Linked DNA regions of Sus scrofa: region 1 is linked to region 2. A link is a contact called in public HiChIP or PLAC-seq data. All regions are on one chromosome and are shown on one strand. Each heading gives the region's core, a stretch centred on a gene start, on an enhancer-like site or on the middle of the called end of the contact. The rest is flanking DNA. Distances are from core to core; before and after follow the strand shown. Region 1 has its middle 39 kb from the start of PALMD. Region 2 holds the start of PALMD (palmdelphin).

Region 1 (5,172 bases), core at 1,075-3,574, 39 kb before region 2:
CAGGGATAGAACCTGTATCCTCATGGATACTAGTCGGATTCGTTTCCGATGCACCACAATGGGAACTCCCAACAATTAGTAATTCTTTAGCCCCTTCATTCTTGCAAGACTGATCAAGATTACCAGGCTTGTCCCATAAGCCAAGAACCTGGACTTTGAAAAATATAAAAACTCCAATGAAGAGGTGTGGTATGGTGGAAATTATATCAGTTTGCGTCAAACAAAAGGCTTTCAGATCTAAGCCCTGCAATTTAGTAGATGTGTGACCCTGAACATGGTATTAAAACTCCCTAAGTTTTCCTCATCTCTAAGAATTTGGGTTGCAGAACCACCCAGCCGCTGAACTGGAGTAAGAAGGAATGACAGGCAGCGTAAGGGAAAATGCTCCCCATGGTGCCTGACACTGTGTGAAGCACCTGGTAAAGATCGACGCCCTTCTTTCAATGGCAGCTTGAGATAAACTTAAAACGCTGCCTCAGGGAGTTCCTCTTGTGGCTCAGCAGGAACGAATCTGACTGCCATCCATGAGGACGCAGGTTTGATCCCTGGCCTCACCCAGTTGGTGGAGGATCCAGCCTTGCCAGGAGCTGTGCTGTAGGTGGCAGACACCGCTGGGATCTGGAGTTGGCTGTGCCTGTGGTGTAAGCCAGCAGCTACCGCTCTGATGGGACCCCTAGCCTAGAACCCTCCATATGCCATGGGTGTGGACCTAGAAAGACTAAATAAATAAAGAAAAACTCTGCCTCAGAATTACACCATTTCTGTAAACAGCGGTGTTTACCTTGTTTGTTATCTAAGTGATCAGTGATTCTATGTTGTTTTTTCTACCTTAACAAACATGCGGGGATAACCCTACCTCCATTTGCCGCTCGGTGAAAATCACGTAATGGAAAAAGTTTTCTATGAAACTTAAAGAGTCAGGAAGAAGAGGAATGTTCATATTTCCAAGTTCCTTTTTCTGAATTCCCAGCCCAGTGGAGGAAACGAGTTCATTTGTGTACCATCAAAACCAAAAGAGAAAAAAAAAGACTTCCCCTGTTGACTGTTAGGAGACCTCCTTAACTATTCTACCAGGACTTCCAGAATCAAGATTAAAAAGAAAAGAAAGACATGATGTTTCCACACATTTCCTATCAATATGAGGATGTTGGAGTTATGCTGGTAAACAGAGTAAGGAAGCAAAAATCTCATTAGCACCAAATTGTTTTATAATTAACCATACTGAAAGCAGAAGATGAAGAGTTTACTCAAGAGATTTCTGAAGATTAAGAGATTAAATTAAACCAATTATTTACTAAACCTCCCGAAAATCTATAGCAGACACCAAAAAATATTCTCATTTTTTAATACTTCCAGGATTGGTCTAAGTCCCAATAAATAGTTAAAGTGTGATGAGTTCTTTTGCTTTGGCTACTTTATTTATTTATTTAGCGTGTTTCAACCAAAGAAACTAAAATTAAAAGCACTTGTGTAGTAAATCATTGTAACATTGGAAACAGAAATAATTCATATCCCATATTTACATTCACCCTAAGTTAAAAACTACTACTACTACTAGAATACTGATGTTTAGATAGATAGTATATAGCAAAATACTACTTTTGAACCATTTTTAAAAATTCCTAATTAGGTATACATCTGGTCTTGGCTACGGAGATAATCTGTAAATTCATAGAAGGCAATGTCATTTTTACAAATGAATAAAACAATACACAGAAACGTTTTGTGATTTGGCTAATGATCTAACGACTTGAAAACCAAAAAAAAAAAAAAAAAAGACTTGAAAATGAAAATTGATTTCGATTTTTTCCTGGGACAATGATATGTCATTGAACGTTTTGGACCATGAAGTTTACTTATATCATCCCTAAGATGTCTTAGGAAGATCGTTCAGAAAGTAGTTTGCAGAATAAACTCAAGGAGGGAGAAATTAGTGACAGGAAGGTAAAAAAGAGACAAACAAAATAATTCAGCAAAGGAGTAATTTTAAAAAGGTTGGTATATGACAGGGTTTTTTTTTTTTTTTTTTTTTCCCACTAAAAGCAGCCTCGTTTGTTTTGGTTTGGGTTTGGGTTTGGGTTTTCTGTCTCCCCTACCTCACTAGAAATTCCTTTTCTACTGTCTCTTTTTCCTTCAGAGGAAATCTGGCCACTGCCCCACCCCCCTCCATCCCCAGTGCATTCTTGGAAACTCCTGCCTTGTGGCATCTTATTCCTCCTTTCAATTCCAGCCTCTGGTTCTGAAACTTCTCTGCCTGTAGCTAAAGGAGCGTGTGTCATGTTCAAGCATACGGTTTCACCTTCGCCCCTCCAACCTTTCTGCTTGAAGTGCACACATGTTTGGGCCCTCAGACAAGCTGCCTACAGGTGCAGCCGTGGACTATAAATCCTTGGTAAGTTACATCCCGGCAAAAGAGACATGGATTTCTGTCATTCAGCATTTCCAAACAGGTGTTAGCTTTAACCTCACAAGATCTTTCAAACTCAGATGGATTTCTGTGCAGTGAGAAATCACAATCCACAAAAAGTATTTCCTTTTAAAATACCCATTCCTGAGGTTTCTGAGAGCTAAGGTGGGCTGGCTATGCTTGGCAAGAGTACAGTCTGTGATTTCAGGGCTGTGTTTCAAGGTTCAGCCTTCTTAAGTAGAGAACAAAATGTCTCTCTCTCTCTCTCTCTTTTTTTTTTTTTTTTTTTTTTTTTGAGGTATGCTGCCTGCCAAAGGGAAAATAGGGTGGGTTTTTTTTTCCTTTTTCACCATAAGACTATCTTTCTTCTTTGGGATACATTTTTTTACTTGAAATAAACAGAATAAGTAGGAATCTTGATGATAAAAAGAAAATATAATGATGTTTATTTTCATGTGATCAACAAGTAAATCTTTACTTATTTAATAAACAGCCAAGGAAATGCCACATATTTGACAAACCTGACTGACTTTTTTTAAATTGAATGATATTTCTAAGAATATATCTTCTAACTGTTCCTTTTGTATATGAAAAAGAGAAACAGCTCTCCACCTGGTAAAGGCGTAATTCTTTGATGAACAAAGTATACTTAACTAAAGAATATCCCTAAATTTATCTTATATAAAAAAAACTTTTAAAATACCTGACAGATCATTCAGAGTTTAGGGATTATCCCATATGAAAAATATTCAATAGGAGTATTATTTTTGGACTAATATGTTTTCTATGTTCCAGTATCTAAATAGCATGCCATACTTAATTAACTTCAATATAGGAGTTAAAAATATTGTTTAAGTCTTTGGCACTTTCTCAAAATGCTATCAAATTATATTTGAACTTGCCCACTGTCTTTATCCACCCTAAACTGTAAACTCAGGGAGGACAGGAACAACACCTGACTCGTTCATCATTGTTATTTCACTGTCTAAAGATTGTAGGTTTCAGTAGCTATTTGTTGAATAAATTAATTAAATAACCATCTAATAAAGTAAAATTTTCAACAAGGCTGTTTTTTTTTAAATAAACCCTATTTTAAAAAAATAATTTTGCAACAGAAAAGTTAAGGATGTTCTGCCTTAACATCATGCTATTTTTCTAAATAAACCCTTTCTAAAAAAATTTTTTTGCAACAGAAAAGCTTCAAAGACAGTAGAGAGTTCTGGCATGGCCATATCCAGTTTCAGTTTGCCCTATGTCATCATCTGACCATGATACATTTCTCAAAACTAAGAAGCCAGCATCAGTACATTATTATGAAGCAAACCCAGACTTTTTTCAGATTTCAATAAATTTTCTCATTAATGTTCTTTCTCTATTCCAGAACCTGATACAGGTTATCACATGCTATGTAGTCATCAAGCCATATTAGTATCTTCTGGTCTGTGACAGTTTCACAGTCTGTCTTTATTGATCATGACCTTGAGAGTTGTGTTTTTGCTGGTTTTGTTTTTTTGCTTTTGAGGGCCACACCCACAACATATGGAAGTTTCCAGGATAGGGGTCCAATCGGAGCTACAGCTGCCAGCCTACGTCACAGCCACAGCAGCACTGGATCCGAGCTACATCTGTGCCCTACACCACAGCTCACAGCAACACCGGATCCTCAGCCCACTAAGCAAGGCCAGAGATCCAACCTGCAACCTCCTGGTTAACTAGTTGGATTTGTTTCTACTGTGCCACAACGGGAACTCCGACCTCAAGAGTTTTAAGGAGTACTCTTTATGTGTTTTGTAGAGCATCCTTAGAATTGGTTTTTTCCAGTGTTTTTCTCATGATTCGTCTGAGGTTATGGGATTTTGGAAAGAAAGCTACAGAGGTGAAGCACCCTTCTCGTTATGTCATATCAAGGATACAACATGCACATGACATGTCATCATGACATGCACATGACAATACTGATGACGTTAACCTTGGTCATGTGGTTAAGACAGTATTTTCCAGGTTTCTCCACAATACAGTTACTATTTTTCCCATTTCCTACTCTACCCAACATATTCAAAAACGGGGGAAGTGAGGGAAGTAACTTATATTAATTATTTGGAGTTCTGCTGGGAATATTTTTTCTCCCTCCCGTTTTTTTAATTCAATAATTTATTTATATCACTATGAATATATATATATTCTTTCACCTAGTAAAAAGTACTTCAGGTTTATCATGTTGTTAGGTAAATCAATTGTGCATTCATTTTTATTGCTGAAGAGTGTGCCACTGAATGGATATACCACAGGTGATCCATTTTTCTGATGAAAGACATTTTGTAAATCAAGTCTTTAGTGAATAAGAATAAAGCTTCTATAAACATTTATTTGCAGGTTTGTGTCTGAATAGAGGTTTCCATTCAGATGGGTAATACCTAGGTGTTGTGATTATGCGGTCATATGGTAAATCTATGTGTAACCTTGTGAGAAACTGCCAAACTGTCTTACAGGGACCTTGTAAAATATTTTAATACAGACTGCAGAATGAGAACCATTTTTAAATCATTTTGGCTATAAAATTAAACTGTAGCACTGAGTTTATTATTGTGAGAGTGGCCAAGATGGTGGAGTAGGAAGACCCTGAGCTTACCTTCTCCAATAGATACACAAAATTACAACTCTTGACAGAGCAGTTATTAATGAGAACAACCCGAAGACTAACAGAAAAGACCTTTTTACAACTAAAGATATAAAGAAGGCACTACAATGTGAAGGGGGAGGACTCA
Region 2 (5,545 bases), core at 1,573-4,072:
TTGGCCCTATTTTCTTCCCACAGCATTTATCACTGTGGCAGTCATGCTACTCTGCCTCTCAGACATCTGACAACAGGGATATAATTGACCAAAAAGGCCCAGCTCTTGTACGCTGAAATCCATCCCTGTATTTGCATCAAGATGATGCGTCTCAGGGGTGACTCCCGGCCATTGGTTGAGTCTGCCAAGAACATTACGGTAGGCTCCTTCTTGGGAGACCCAAGACCTCCCGGGGAGCTGGCTTGGGCTCCAGCACTCTCCAAGGGCCTTGCCAATCTTCCTCACTCTGTACTGAAGACTGGGCTGTCTCCACCAGCTTTCTCTCCCTCTCACCTTCACTCCAGTCAGATCTGCACCATGGCCTGAGCACTCTCCCAGACCGTCCCAGCTCCAGCCATTTCAGCCTACTTCCCCCTTTTCTCTTACATTGTCATTCTCCTAATAAAATCAAACACATTTAATCCATCTTGGCACGTGTTTCTCAAAGAGACTCACACTAACATAATCATCTTCTCGCCTCCTATTTTTTCTCGTTTATTATATTTATTTTTACTGCCTACTAGAATCTAAGTTCCAGCAGAGCAGGAATTTTGTTTATCCACATATCTCAAATAGCTAAGCACAATATCTAACACATCATAGGTGCTCAACAAATAAATGCAGAATAGACTGAGTGCTTTAAAATATGAGCACTCGGCCAACTAAATAAATGAATGCGTGATGATCCCAATCAATGGTCACAATTCTGCTCCCGCCTACGTTCCCCGATTCTCTCATTTAATCTAGTCCTCCCCTTAACCTAGAAAACACTTGAGCTCTCCCACAGCTGAAATGAGAGTTGAGAGAGAAATTGTTTTTAGGAAAAGATCCAGATTAGTAATCAGATGACTGCCGTCTGTTCTGAGCAGCACATGTGCAATTCTGAGTGAGGTATTTATCATGACCACCCTCTTGGCCTTAATTTCGGCCAGGATCTGCAGATCAACAAAATCGAACACTTTTGAGGTTTGATTATTTTAGGCAAAAAAATATCCATTCAACAGCAACCAAACTTGGCTCATAGGGGCCAATTCTCCTGTTCTCTAGTCTCCCTCATGCCTTTTGAGGATGTATGAGTAAAGACAAATTACTCTCAGGTATGACTTCAGACTCTTGAAATGGTGGGTGTCCCTTTAGGGTTCTACAGTGGGGTGGCTTTAAATGACAGTATGGGGAGATATCTTCTCATGTTTTCTAGGGCCACTAAGGGTGCCCAGAGTTAATACCCGACAGATTCCAAGGAAGGGGTTTACGTCAGCTGTGAGTGTTCTAGGAGCTAAACAGAGGAGAAAGCAGGAGACCCAACTCTTTCTCATAAAGACCGATGTACCCTTCAGCCTGTTTTGCCCTGCCCTGTTTCTTAGGCAGAACTGAGGAACGACTATTAGAAAGTCAGGCAGTCCAGGTTGCGACCCTGGCTTTGCTACTTATTTGCCATGTGGCAAATTACTTCTCTGAGCCTCAGTTTCCTCATTTTTTAAATTGGGCTAATAGCACCTATCTACCAGCACCTTGAAAGATAAATCAGATGCAAAGCATGTGCCTATAGACAAAACTAACGAATACGAGCTATTTTTAGGACTGATACCCATTATGCAAAGGAAATTAGACCACCTGTTCAAGGCTTGGGTTGTCCTTTTAACCTCTTCAACTGAATGTTGATATGAAGGTCCTTGATAGCATCCAAACATATACGATGAGGTAGATGGTAATTAGGATTTATGACATCAAAATTTCATCCAAGAAATGGCAGGGGAAAGAAAATAGACAAAGTCGGCCATAAAGCTTCCCAGCCTCTGCTTTGACCGAAGAATTCAACTGGGCTTGACTTCCTTTTTCTAAAGGGCCAGGGAATACTCAGGAGGTGTGGGACTCATGAGCTCCAGAACGTCTCATCACACTTTCAAAGGCTCACTCTTCTCTCTTGCATAACTGGGGAGGTCAAAGTGGGCACCTTCCTGAGTGTCATTGCTGAGAAAGGTCCAAGAAAGAACTGCATTCTATAAAAACCCAGGACGAGAAATAACAGAGGGTGGCACCTGACGTTTAAACCACACTGAACACGGCCAGGGAACCAAGTTCTTACCAGAGTTCCATTAATGCCTTAGATGTCTCCATGACCTAAGGACTCCAGAGCTTAGAATAAACTGCTGAAGGGGAGGGGGAGGGAGAGGCAAGGACGGCCTGATGTAAATTTACCACTACATTAAATTCTAAGAATTAGAAGTTTGTATTATTTTCAAAAAGCAATCAAAGGAGGAAAGGTGAGCAAGTGACTCGCCCAGTCCAGGTAAGACTCTGTCTTTGCACCTGGAGGAGACAGCATGTGAACAACCCTGGACAAACACACAGACCCACACACGCAGAGATAGTTGTGAGCAGCTAGAGCAGAGGCTGATTAAACGCTCAGCGAGTGGGCTCCCTGTGCGCCTCCTAGAAACGAAGGAATTGGGTAAGGAACAGTTAATAAGAAAATGTGCCTTGCTAACTGTGCACATTACAACAAAGAGCTGGCAGCTCCTGAAGGAAAAGGGCTTGTGCCGCTGCCGTTCAAACTTGTCAGTCAGCCCTTGCCAGCAGCCGCAGCGTCTGCCTCCCCAGCACACACACCCTCATTACATGTGTCTGTCTGGCCTGATCTGTACATCTGCTCAGAGACGCTCCTGCCGAGTCGGGGATTTCTGCTTCCTCCCCCGGTGCAAGAGCGGATTTCTCCCTGCTCCTCCTCTGTCACCTCCACTCCTCTCCCCAAGGAGGCTCCTGCTGTATGGTAGTTCTGGACGTCCCTCGCTAGCTGCCTGTCCTTGACTTCTAGAATGGAAGAAGCGGAGCTGGTGAAGGAGAGACTCCAGGCCATCACAGTAAGTCTGCATACACTTATAACTCATGGAGGTGGTTGCTTACAGGAAAGGCAGACACGTTTGCTAGCTGCCCCCACCACGGAGCCCCGTAAGTGGAAAAACAGAACTGTCACCTTTCATGGACGTGTGTCTGCCGCTCTCTTAACCCTGGTGACCCTCTGTAACTCTTGGGCTTCCGAAACTGAGTACAGGGCAAATGTTCTTCATTTTCACAAAAACGGTGCCTATGTTTTAAATAGCAATCAGGAGCTTTAATGCCCGTTTGGTCAACCTGAAAAACGCAGTCTTTCCTGAAGTTTATATTTGACAAGCGTTAGATCAAAAAGCAGATGCCCAACTTGGAAACATTTTAAACAATTAAAGCGCCAAAAAAGTTAAAATATTTTAAAAAGGGGAGCGAAAAAGAAATAAAACAAACAACTGAAACTTTTTATTTGTAGTTGTGGTAGCGTGTTCCAGAAAGCCTAACAGAATTAAAAAGTGAATGTTGTACTTAAGCTGAGCGTTAAACAGGAGAAAAGAAGGTAAAAGCACATATCAAATTAATTCTAAGATATCAGTTTCCAGCAGAGTCACAAACTGAATAAGATCCTGATAAAGGAATGCAATGCATGCAATGCAATGGATTTGGAAAATATTTCGTTAATACCGGGAAGGAGAATAGTGCATTTTTTATGTTTGTTCTGGGAAAGAGTCAAAGTATGAAATGAATTACTTTCCTTAAATGATCCAGCTTTTTTTTTTTTTTTTTTTTAATTTTATTTTACAAAATCCTCTCTTTGGCAGTAACCTGAAAATCTCTGGCACAATCATTTGTCATTAGCTACAACTTATAACTTCTTTAAGGAAAAAATACTTAGGAAATCCACATCCCTGTTTTTCAGCATTTTTTTGCCACTGACTTAGCTGTCAAGAGTACTTTTTAAAAACTGATGCAAAATCAGCGTGGGTAGAAAAATATTATTCTTTGTTCTTCAAATTCCCAGAGCATAAGTTATTATTAAGCTAAGCTCAATTTTGAATTTTTTTTTTTTTAATGGACACCATCAATGTCTCCCAGAAAGGACTCAGTAAGCTGAAACCTTTTCTCAGCCAGTGGTTAGGAACCAAAAGTCCACAGATAAAGTTGGCACTCTTCCATAAGACAGTGCTTTGGAAATGTCTAACTTCTAATTAGTACATTTTCCCTTCTTCAGAAAACCTTGGTTTGGATTATTGTTTGTTTTGCTTTGTTCTCTTTTGTTGTTAAACTCAGCCACCGCTTCAGCTGTCCTGCTTTAAGGGACAGGAACTGGGCCCTGCTCTGTTGTTTTTGGCTTGGGTCCCTTACATTACAGCTGTTGTTCTAAAGGTTACTTTATTAGATTGTGTGAGTGTGGGCTCAAGCTCCGCTTTTCCTGACGCTTCTACCTCCTAATTAACCAAATTAAATCATGTATCCAGTGAAATTCACAAGGAGCCCCTTGTGCCACATTTTCCTTTTTGAAGCATAGCACACCCTTGTTTTAGCCCTTCCCACCCTGGGTGCACCTTACAACTCGTACTGAAGCCGTACATGTTCCAGAGGTATGACTGCATCCAGTTACTCAGGAAAGTTAGGAATTTTCATTGAAGGTTCCAAAGGCAAACAGAGCTAGAACAAGAGTCACAAAGCCTTACAGGCCGCCCAGTGGGTAACCAGGTTCCTAAATATACTGGCATGTGCTTTGGATATTTTAAATAACAACAACTACTATTCTTTGGATTACTTCCTTGGCCTAAACATAGTCCATTAGAAAGAATTCAGCACATCTCCAAAGTAAGACCACAAAGCAGTTCTATGTTGGAAGTAAGATATGTGTATTAAGATGGTAGAGACAAAATGGAGAAAAGTTCATGGGAACAAATGTCCACTAACCTACACCTCCCAGATTAAATCCAGTCACATTTGTCACGACCTAAAGGGGAAAAATGGAGCAGCGGTGTGTCCATGGAAACAACACATCCACTCCTCTCCGCCCCTGACCCCCAGGGAAATGCCAGCTTTCTCCACCCTTGCCCTACCCAGGAAGCCCCCTCAGCTGTTCCCCTTCTCCTGGGAAAACGAAAGCACGTTGTGTCGAGAGAGCTTCAGGAATTGTTTCACTTTGGGAAGTACTTAAAACCCTCAACATTTCTGACCTTGACTGAAACTCACAGATGATATTCTCACTTTAAGTCTTTTCCTCCTATTTCCCTACACGGAAACAATCTTTATATAGGTCAAGAATAAAATCATAAGGCAACTGCCCAAGGTAAGCAAACATAACGACACAGAGATTTCACGTTATTGGGGGAAAAAAAAAAAAAAAACTTTTTACATTCTAAGATCTATTGGATTTCTACATTAAATTTTGTTCCTCCAGTTCCTGGCTGTGAAATGAAATCATCTTCACTGCTGTATTTATTCCATATGGTTTCGAATGTCCAAAAAGTCGTTACTTCCACTGTAAGGAATTTAAAAAAAAAATGTATATGCCTAGCACTCGACAGAATCAAGTGCCCGTCTTCTGGTCCCTTTTTTGAAAAAATCAGATTAAACACAGTAAGTAGATGGAATATGGCACTAGGCTCTTGAATTGAAAACTAAATTACTGTGATGGTGCCATTGATTTCTCATATCAATA

Evidence for each region. HiChIP or PLAC-seq counts read pairs in DNA pulled down with a chosen protein or histone mark.
Region 1: an H3K27ac HiChIP or PLAC-seq map of skeletal muscle shows a contact between it and region 2. The contact joins the enhancer-like site here to the promoter of PALMD in region 2. A contact is called at or near these places in 1 of 5 promoter capture datasets (liver), 7 of 47 Hi-C or Micro-C datasets (heart right ventricle, liver, retroperitoneal adipose tissue and 2 more) and 1 of 2 datasets of contacts at active chromatin or transcription factors (skeletal muscle).

Annotation. Positions count from the first base shown.
Region 1 is chr4:118,463,978-118,469,149 of Sscrofa11.1, reverse strand. No RefSeq gene overlaps it. Among named protein-coding and RNA genes, the nearest start is that of PALMD, 39 kb to the right of the region's middle. Within about 2 kb of position 2,324, at least 1 of the 83 cell types and tissues checked has an H3K27ac peak or open chromatin away from gene starts, as enhancers often do. A contact at or near this core is called in skeletal muscle, where this site is marked.
Region 2 is chr4:118,425,077-118,430,621 of Sscrofa11.1, reverse strand. It overlaps PALMD (palmdelphin), which reads left to right and starts at 2,822. Exons shown (of 9, transcript NM_001038645.2): 1 at 2,822-2,900. The coding sequence starts at 2,856.